2 separate regions of the Zea mays genome follow, and region 1 is linked to region 2. A link is a contact called in public Hi-C data. All regions are on one chromosome and are shown on one strand. Each heading gives the region's core, a stretch centred on a gene start, on an enhancer-like site or on the middle of the called end of the contact. The rest is flanking DNA. Distances are from core to core; before and after follow the strand shown.

The links. A called contact is a pair of places that touch in the nucleus more often than the background predicts.
Region 1: a contact with region 2 is called in a Hi-C map of leaf, with 7 times the contacts expected there. The contact joins the promoter of LOC100277843 here to the enhancer-like site in region 2. A contact is called at or near these places in 11 of 25 Hi-C or Micro-C datasets (bundle sheath, ear, endosperm and 4 more).

Annotation. Positions count from the first base shown.
Region 1 is chr6:160,074,887-160,079,997 of Zm-B73-REFERENCE-NAM-5.0, reverse strand. LOC100277843 reads right to left here and starts at 2,107. Exons shown (of 3, transcript NM_001147715.2): 1 at 747-2,107; 2 at 460-656; 3 at 1-321. The coding sequence starts at 2,014. The coding sequence ends at 278.
Region 2 is chr6:160,042,489-160,047,822 of Zm-B73-REFERENCE-NAM-5.0, reverse strand. No RefSeq gene overlaps it. Among protein-coding and RNA genes, the nearest start is that of LOC100277843, 33 kb to the left of the region's middle. Within about 2 kb of position 4,047, at least 17 of the 20 cell types and tissues checked have an H3K27ac peak or open chromatin away from gene starts, as enhancers often do. A contact at or near this core is called in bundle sheath, ear, endosperm and 2 more, where this site is marked.

The DNA.
Region 1 (5,111 bases), core at 858-3,357, 34 kb before region 2:
TCGACGACTCTGCGCTCTACCACGTTTCTATAGCCAGCCGTCCATGCCTTCCGGCCGCCGGTTGGTCCCGACGACCGAGGCCCGTCCTTCTCCGCCGCGGTTCCCGGAGCGCGGGAAGAAACACCACCACCACCACCACCACCGTGTCCTCCTGGATCACAACTCACTCCACTGCCCACGGCACGCACGCAATCTTCTAATCAGACTAAGTAAAAAGGGGGACGATATCATGTGTCAGCTCCACTCCACCGCCCGGGCCATGGTGTGATGTCGTGGTCTAGGCGTCTCGCCGCGTGGCCTCCGCCCCCGTGCCCGTGCATGCTGCAAGAACTTTACTTCTTGAATTCTCTTATTATTATTTTTTTTCTCTCTTGGCCGGCCGGGCCCTGTTGGTCCCTCGGCGCGGCCGCTGCGGTGCCGATGGCGCGCGTCAATCGAGTGGGTAGCATGTGTCCTCACCTCCGGTGTTCCAGAGGAAGTGCGCGTAGGCCGCGGCGTGGTGGGCGTTCCCGGGATCGGCCGCGATGGCCTCCTGGTAGGTGTCCTCCGCGCCGGCGAGGTCGTTCCGCGCCTTCCATAGGAAAGTAGCGTACCGGCTCAGCGCCTCCGAGTCCGCCGGCTCAGCGCGCACTGCTCTCTCGAAGTAGTGCTCCGCCCTGCGAAGAGATGAGCGTTTATTGGTGAATAGCTGCGGCTGCGTTGGCAATTCGTCGAACAGTTTGTGGGCGTGGACGGAGGGGACCTACCGGTCGTGGTCGTTCTGCACGAGGTAGAGGAACTGCGCGAAGTTGGCGAGGATGAGCGGATTGTTGGGCTCAGCGGCGACGGCCTGCTCGTATCTCTGCTCCGTCAGCGTGTGCTCGGCGTGGTCCTCGGTCTCCAGCTCCGCCTCCACCGGCGCGACGAGGCTTCTGAGCACGTCCGGATCGCTCAGCTCCTCGGTGCGCGGGCTGGCCTTCAGGGCCTCCGCGAGCATCATTTCCCAAATGGCCTGCTCGTCCGCGTCCGCAGCGTCTTGGGCGACCTCAGCCACAGGGGGTGCCGACGGCTGCTGCGGCGACACACGGCTTAGCCGATATAAGGACTCGTCCGACCGGCCGTCGCCGGTGGCACCCGCGACAGGCGGGGTCTTGCCGCCACCGCCGATGTCCCCCCCGACCGAGGCCATCCGGTCGACGGAGAACGTCTTCACCGAAGCCGCGTCGAACCGCGGACGTGACGGCTCGGGGCGCTGGGCGTTGACAAGGGCGACAGCAGGCGCAGTAGGCGGGATGGTGGCGGCCGCAGCGGCGACGCTGCGGCCCATCGATTGGACGGTGAAGTTGGCGAGGAGGAGCATGAGGGAGACCATGAACGCCGGCGTGCCCGCGAAGATATGCTGGAAGAGCCAGACGAAGGAGTCGTGCATCTCGCCCTGCACACGCGCCAGGACGCCCTGCAGGTCGTCGCAGAGCAGCGCGTCGCGCATCTGCTGCAGCGCGAAGCTCTGCAGCTCCCGCACGATGAGCACCATGGAGGAGAAGGCGCGGCCCACCGACTCCCCGGCGGAGCCCAGCAGCCCATCGTCCCAGCGTGAAGGACGCGCTACAGCATGCAGCTGCGCCTGCTGTTGCTGCTTTTTCCGCTTCAGCATCCGCAGCGACAGCGGCAGCCCGACGTTGCTCGCGCTCAGCTCCACGCTCGCGGGCCAGCCGCAACCCGCCGGGCCGGCCGGCTGCACCCCAGCCGCCGCAGCGAGCTCCTCGATCCTCTTCATGAACTCCGCGTCCCCGCCACCCATCCCATCCAAACTCGCGCTCAGCGCGCACCTCGCTGGCGTCCGAGCCGGGCGCGGGCGCCGCACCATCACGCCGGTTCCCCAGTTTACGGGTGCCCGGGATCTCGCGAGCCCGGCGCATCCGCCGCCGCCTCCGAGGAAGGCGGGCAACGGCCGCGAGGAGGTCGAGGGCGACGATAAGGCGGAGGAGGAGCGCGCGCACGGCGGCGGTGCCACGGCAGCCACCTGGAAGCCCATGACCTTGTTCCGCTGCGATATCGGACGAGGACGAGGACTCACCGCCTCAAGCGCCCCGGCTGACCTTTGGTTGGGCCACCGCCGCACGAGGTGTGGGAATAGCAGCGAGGAAAGAAGGGAAAGCGTTGGGGCGCTTTTAATTAAGGAACCGGATGGGCGTCCTGTCTCCCCACGCTGCTCGTGAACCGCCCTACTTGTGTTTGGGTGTGGTGTGGTGACTGGTGGGCCGGGTAACAGAGAGCTTGATGATTGTTTTTTCAAAACTGTTTAGGTTTTAATAGAGATACAATGTTTACCTTTAATAAAAAATGTAATCTTGAGTTGTAGAGTAAAATAAAATAGAGATACAATATTAACCGTTAATAAAAAACCGTATTCCAGAGTTTTATATGTATTTTATTTTACGGTATATAGAGAGTCGTTAATCATATAGGAGAATTTTATCCTTTAATAGACTTAAGGGGTGTTTGGTTTCTAGGGACTAATGTTTAGTCCCTAGATTTTATTCCATTTTAGTTCCAAAATTACAAAATATAGAAACTAAAACTTTATTTTAGTTTCTATATTTAGCGATTTATACACTAAAAAGGAATAAAATGAAGGGACTAAACATTAGTCCCTAGAAACCAAACACCCCCTTAACTTTTCTCCGATTTCAAAATTGTTGCTATATTATTTAAAACTTTCATATAACATCCTGTTAAATACAAATAATTGTTTTATGAAACTTCAACCATAAGCGGTTTCAATGTTAACAGTGTGTGAGAAGTCTGCTAAGATCGTAGTCATGTTGTAAAGCAACCTGAAAACTTTTATGCAATTACAAATTTAGGATTATTAAGATTTATTTTTTCCCAATATTTTTGTTTGTGGTACAACATAGTCTGTTGGAGTATAAAAAAATGGTATGGCCATAAAAACTGCTCTTTTGTATTTTTCATTTGAATATTGTATGAAATAAGATGTAATCGATATTCACTCTGGTATTACTATTTTACTTAGTTGGTGTCGTTGTTAATGGCTATGCCAAAAACATCCTAAGTTTAAGAAATAAAGAATTACATCGTTCGAACCAGATACAAACTGTCAATAACTGTAAAATCATGAGACCGTATCCTTGCCAACTATATTTTCTAAAGAAGACTAGGGGTTCCAATTTCCCAAAGAAAAAGGCTAGAGAATCCAAAGGCAGAAAAATCACCAATAACCGTGCGATTGGCAGCTAAACTAAACACACCGTGGGACGAGCTCGTGCTGTCGTGCATCGCACGCCCCACTAGAGCACCACGGCAACCTGGGCCCCTCGCCCAAAAGCAGCAAAGCTGGTGACACTGACGCGACGCAGGCGATGAGAAAATATCGCGGAGGGCTGCGCGAGGTGCAATGGCAGTGGCACCAGAATCCAACCTGGGTTTTGTCGGGGCTCCAGCGCTTTCCTGGGGTATCGGACGGACGGTGGGAGACGGTACGATGGAGTTCGGATGGCCGGATGGGACCTCCGGACCTGGACGTTGGCACGTTGTCCCGCGCCCGTCCACGCGCCGCACATGTGGGAATTTGCGCGTGATCCCGGACCCGGAGGGTGAAGGGGGCTGGTGAACTGCTGGCTGCTGCTAGTAGGGCTGGGCATTTTGAACCCGTTAACCGAACCCGAACCGAACCCGAACCCGAATAGACCGAAATGGTCGGTTTTCGGTTTTTCGGTTTCGGGTTCGGTCCACAAAATCCTATCTATTCGGTTATCGGGTTAGGGTTCGGTTTGTATCCTGCCTAACCCGAATAGACCCAAAAAACCGAAATACAGCGAAACCACGCCAGGCGCGCAAGCCAAATGGCCGATAGCCGCGGCCCACGACCCAGTGTCCCTGTCCCTCAGGCCCTCACGATGAGCTAACCACAAGTCCACAACCCTAGTCGAAGTCAGCCGCCCGCCGCCCCCAAGCCGCAGCCCGCCGCCCCAAGCCGCAGGAACGCCACCACCCACCGCCGACTGCAGCTTCCGGCTCCGGCGTGCGCTCAGCTCAACTGCTCCAAGCCTCCAGCTCTCGCTTGCCGCCCAGCTACCACCCGTCAGGCCCCATCCCCTCAACTGCTCCAAGCCTCCAGCTTCCTGGTGTTGTGCTACAAGGTGATGTCGATGGATGGTGCAGTTTGCTTGCTGTGTGCCTCTGTGCAGTGCTCTTAGACTAGTGTTGTGTCTGTTCACAAGTTGCAGTTTGTAGTTTACTCCAAGCGACCAAGTTGTGTAACTGAATGAGGTTGGCAAGGTGCCTAGTCGGCCAGCCCTACCTGTTTGCTGTTTGGCGGTGGCTTGGCCATGGCCTGTTGTTGTCTACTTCTCTATAATTCTATTGCAGACTTGCAGTTTGTTTGTTCCAATTTGCAGACTTGTCACAAATTTTGTTTTTTGCTTCATTGCTTATTGGGTACTTGTTTCAGGTATTTCTAAGTAAGTTAATCTGTCATGAACATTGTATGGACGTGTGTGCAGCTTTTAGATTTTGTACCAGTTTGTTTGCTATAATAACATGGAGTAATGGGGCTATTTGTTTGTTCGGGTTTTTGAAGAACCGAACTGACCGAACCCGAAAATTTTTGTCTATTCGGGTTCGGTTCCTGTAAATTTAGGTTCGGGTTCGGTTCTCATTATTTGGAACCCGAATTTTTTGAAACCCGAATAGACCGAACCGAATAATCCATATAACCCGAATGCCCAGCCCTATCTGTAGCGGAGGTGCACAGTGCACTGAACACTGCTAGCCTGATTGTTTTAGGAAATTAAAACCAAGCGTTTCCCGCTATACGAAATCTGTAAAAAGCATAGATCTAAAGACCAAATCTATAGATTTTATAGCTTTTCTCAAACGGTACTCTAAAAATACTGAGTTTTATGTTCTATCTAAATCTAGAATCCTAGGGCGTGAATTGCGACGGTGTAACTTTTGTCATAAAAAAGTTAGGAGATGTTTGGTTTATATTTTATTCTATTTTGGTTTTCTAAATTATTAAATACGAAAACTAAAACTCTATTATCGAATAAAATGGAGATAATAATAATTTGTCAAAAAAAACAAACACCGTCTTAGAACAAAGTTGA
Region 2 (5,334 bases), core at 2,798-5,297:
GCGGTGGAAGGAGTATCATGTCGTAGCTGCCGTCGAAGGACATGAACTCAAGACTCCCGAAACGGAGCACCGTCCCGGGTCGGAGAGGTTGCTGGAGACTGCCCATCTGGAGCTTGATGGGAAGCTGTTCGTCAACACGCAGCAGGCCCCTACCTGGCGCGCCAACTGTCGGCGTTTCGAGACCGGGGGGTCCCTCGGGCCGACGAGTGAGTGTCGCCGCGTGCCCCAGCCCAGATGGGTCGAGCGCGAGGGCGAGCGCGAAGGGGGGAGACGCGAGGCGGCCGGAGGCCGGCGTGAGAGAGGTGGGAATCCCGCGGCCTTCGTGTTCGTCCCGCGCCCAGGTCGGGTGCGCTTGCAGTAGGGGGTTACAAGCGTCCACGCGGGTGAGGGAGCGAGCGGCTTCCAAGCGAGCGCCTGTCTCGTCCTCGTCCCCGCGCGGCCAACCCTCTCTAAGAGGGCCCTGGTCCTTCCTTTTATAGGCGTAAGGAGAGGATCCAGGTGTACAATGGGGTGTAGCAGAGTGCTACGTGTCTAGCGGGGGAGAGCTAGCGCCCTAAGTACATGCCGTCGTGGCAGCCGGAGAGATTTTGGCACCTAGCTGGTGTGATGTCGTGGCCGTCGGAGGAGCGATGGAGCCTGGCGGAGGGACAGCTGTCGGAGCAGTTGGGTCCTTGCTGACGTCCTCTTGCTTCCGTAAGGGGGCTGAGAGCCGCCGTCGTCACAGAGCATGCGGGGCGCCATCATTGCCTATCTGGCGGAGCTAGCCAGATGGGACGCCGGTCTGGTTCCCTGCGGCCCGAGTCAGCTCGGGGTAGGGTGATGTTGGCGCCTCCTGTTGACGTGGCTGGCCTGCGCCCTAGGTTGGGCGATGTGGAGGCTCCTCCGAAGCCGAGGTCGAGTCCGAGCCCCTGGGTCGGGCGAGGCGGAGGTCGTCGGCTGAGGCCAGGGCGGAGTCCGAGCCCTGGGGTCGGTCGAAGCGGAGTTCGTCGTCTTCTAGGGCTGAGCCCAAGTCCGAGCCCTGGGTCGGGCGGAGTGGAGTTCGCCGTCTTCCAGGGCTTAGCCCGAGCCCTGGGGTCGGGCGGAGCGGAGTTCGCCGTCTTCCGGGACTTAGCCCGAGTCCGAGCCCTGAGTCGGGCGGAGCGGAGTTCGCCGTCTTCCGGGACTTAGCCCGAGTCCGAGCCCTGGGTCGGGCGGAGCGGAGTTCGCCGTCTTCCAGGACTTAGCCCGAGTCCGAGCCCTGGGTCGGGCGGAGCGGAGTTCGCCGTCTTCCGGGGCTTAGCCCGAGTCCGAGCCCTGGGTCGGGCGGAGCGGAGCTTCCTATGGTGCCTTTGGCAGGGCCTGACTGCTTGTCAGTCTCACTCTGTCAAGTGGCACTGCAGTCGGAGTGGAGCAGGCGGCGTTGTCCTTCTGTCAGGCCGGTCAGTGGAGCGGCGAAGTGACGGCGGTCACTTCGGCTCTGCCGGGGGGCGCGCGTCAGGATAAAGGTGTCAGGCCACCTTTGCGTTAAATGCTCCTGCGATTTGGTCGGTCGGTGCGACGATTTAGTCAGGGTTGCTTCTTAGCGAAGGCAGGGCCTCGGGCGAGCCGGAAATATGTTCGCCGTCGGAGGGGGGCCTCGGGCGAGACGGAAATCCTCCGGGGTCGGCTGCCCTTGTCCGAGGCTAGGCTCGGGCGAGGCGTGATCAAGTCGCTCGAATGGACCGATCCCTGACTTAATCGCATCCATCAGGCCTTAGCAGCTTTATGCTGATGGGGGTTATCAGCTGAGAATTAGGAGTCTTGAGGGTACCCTAATTATGGTCCCCGACAGAGCCCGCTTTATTCTAATTAGTTACTGAACCAAACACTAATATTAACTGGCTCCATCCGCACGCTCCTGCTCGGATGGCACAAATTTATATTATCCGCATGTCTAAAATTTCTATATAATATATGGATGTAGGTGTGAGTTTATACTCATGTGTATGGATATAAATTTGATTCCCAATTTCTCATGAAAAAGTTGTATCCGTGAATATACGTAATCACAATATACTCTTTTAGGTAACAAGTGTTGGTTTTAATATTTATATCGTGGATATGATTTCGCAAACCATATACCCATGAATTTTATACTCATTGTCAATCTTAAAAGCTGGAGATGCATTCATAGGAAGATGAAAGGCAAACAATGTGGGACAACTTTTTATGTTGTGACTAGTAGATCGTGTATATGACAATACAAAATACTATTTTACACTATAGACAACATTGCTAATTTAGACTGGAGTTCAAAATAAGAGGTAAGAAAGGAGGCTAGGTAGGAGAGGTGCTAGGGTGGAGACCGTAAATGCGGTGGTTGCAAACTTGTGCACTGAACGAAGTGTAACTAGGACGGTAGGAGACAAAGTGGCAAAGTGCCAATAACAACGGTGTTCCCATGGACACATGCATCTTTAGGCTGGTTATAACATTAGCTACTGACTAATGTACGATCTTTAGTCTTAATATACAACCATTTTAGCACTATATCAACCTTTTATTTTATGGATTTTCAGTTAACATAATATGTGATTGTTTTATCAAAATAAAATACATCTTATTACATAACTAAACAAAAAATTACATAATTCATAAAAAAACAATTAGAAATTACATAACTTAAACTAAAGATAGAAAATAGATAATTCATAAATATAACTAATAAATTATTACTCATCTTCTTCATCTTCCTCTTTCACATATTTTACAGTAATTGATTAATTGCTCAAATAATTTAGTTTAAAACATCCACATGTTAGCCTTGTAGAGCTTCTTTAATATTTCTTTCTGTTTTGTATAGATGTGGACTCGTCATTAATTGTTGTTGGGTCCTTCCTTTTTGTTGAGCTTTTGCCCTGTCACAACCGGACCCATAGGGTGGTGTGTTCACACTTTCCTGTGTTGGGTAGCTATGATCATCGTCCAACTTCTGAAAAGATATTTTGCTCCTATCACCTGAGTTATCGTCACCGTGCCCTGTGTACCACTTGGGCTAATGGCGAAGTGCGCGCCACATATGTTACTGCCTGCTCGCTGCGGATTTAAACCAACTGTTTAGACTGGTGCAACTGCAATTTATAGAGACAAAATACTGTAGAAAAAGTAGAAGCCGTTTCAAAATAAGTCGCAGCGAACAGGTTTGCTATAGTTTGAACTCCGTCCTATCAGGCTTGTTGCGAAGCATCATTTGTTCCACTCGATCGGACCATGACCGTTGAAAAAGATGACCTTCTCGTTGCTCATCGAACACGGATCCTTTGGCTGCTTGGGGTACAATGGCGATGAACTTCTGTAGTGGAATTGTAGGTGGTTGCTATGTTACCCTAGAACGTCGTCGGTTCCTTCTTACTAGTATCATCAATAGAGTCTACCGAGTGTCACAAAACTCTAAGGCCCCGTTTGTTTCGTTGAAATTGAATTTCATTTTAATAATTATAATTTAGAGAAAACTAATTAAGTTCATATATTTATATATATGTAAGATATTTGTATATTATTCTAAATCATATGAGAGAGATAGTTATATACTACATTTATGTTATAACAAATCAAGTATAATAGTGTGCTATAAGTTGTACATCAGAAACATAGCATGTAAATCTATAGAACCAATTTCCATCTCTCACCCCATGAATTTGAGATAGACTTATATAATAACTTTGGAAAGTGGTGGAATGTCACATTCTAAAAAAGTTAGCCTATTTCATTAGTAAGATTCCAATTCATCAAAATGAAAGGAAACAAACGGGACCTAACAAAAATTTCATGTTAGATGTTTTGGCGTGTCAACAAGATCTCTAACAAAATAGTGAAACTGACCCTGGGATCTACTACTTTGGTAGATCCAAATTTGGTGAATCTATACCACTTAGTTAACTTTTTTGTGAAATAGAGTTATCAACTTTAATCTAAAGCCTAACGAGCTGTCCCAGGCAGGAACGCTCGCAGCCTCGTACTCTATAAAATTCAAACTCAAGCTGTCCACTGCAGAAAAGCGCACGGCATCACGGCCCAAAGTTCACCACCATTTTACTGCTTCAGAAAGTTTTGGCCTCTGCAAGCGCGACTTGAAAGCCCAGCGTCGTGATCTAACCAAGGGCCCCCACGAAATGTCCCAGCCCAACATGCCAAGCGGCAAACGGCCTCACGTCGAAAAGCACGAAAAATTCAGTAACTGCCACGCCGGATTGCACCTTCACCAATCACCACTCCATCTCATGTCCGTGCCCTTCGTGTACCTCACCTACGTCACCGTGTCCGAGACCCTGGCCGTGCGCGCGTTCCTCTACGTCGCCGTGGCGGGCCTCGAGGTAAGGGACACCGAGGGCGTTGCCCGGTCCGTGCTCCCAAGGTTCTACGCCGGCGACGTCCACCCGGAGGGCTGGCGCGTCTTCCGCTCGTTCGGGAGTGTTACACACTTAACACGGCATAAGATTAATTTGACCATATTGCCGTATTGTGTAAATGTGTAAGTGTAATACAAACAGAACTACTATCATATTACAGATATTAATTCCCATTAATTAAACCATGGCAATTAACACACATAAGATAAACAAACAACAAATCTATCCAAAAGATGTGCATCACGATAAACAGAAGATGCAATTTTACTTATTATGCTTCCCACGACTGAAGTTGAAGAACATAAAAGGACGTGCGAGACACAATTCACAAAAACCTAATTCGCCGGTATATGTGCGGGTCATCGATCCCTACAAATTTCGATCTGTTGCATGACAAACACAGGCACAACAACACAACAGTGAAGCGACGACACATATAATCTAGGATAATATGAGTCGGTTGTTTGTGGTGGACCTCCATCTGAAGGATGTCTCCCTTTATAAAGAAGTCACTGCAATCTACAAAATTCGATCGGCTAAATTCTATTAATTATCCCCCTAGAATCTCTTTACGTGCAACCACACGGTGGCAGTCTAGGTGTGGTACTCAATAACAAAAAATAAAAGGAAAAATGAAATTGTTGTTTAGAACACATCACGACGCAATCGCGCATCGTCGCAAGTCACAATTCACTCATTAATTTTAGGAAAAAAAACGAGAAACACGACCGAGCATGGTCAGTTCATAGCAGCCTCTATAGCCATTTGCTTGTCACATGTGAAGACTAGTGCACACCTCACATATAAATTGGTTATCTCCTACTTGATAAGCAATGTGGGACTAAAGCCCCTCATATCATCCTAACAAACTACCTTTGCTTCCTTATATGATTGGGTCACCCACAATTAGTTTTAAATATGCCAAATTCCAACATGTAAGAGGTGCATCATCACTTCACGGCATTTC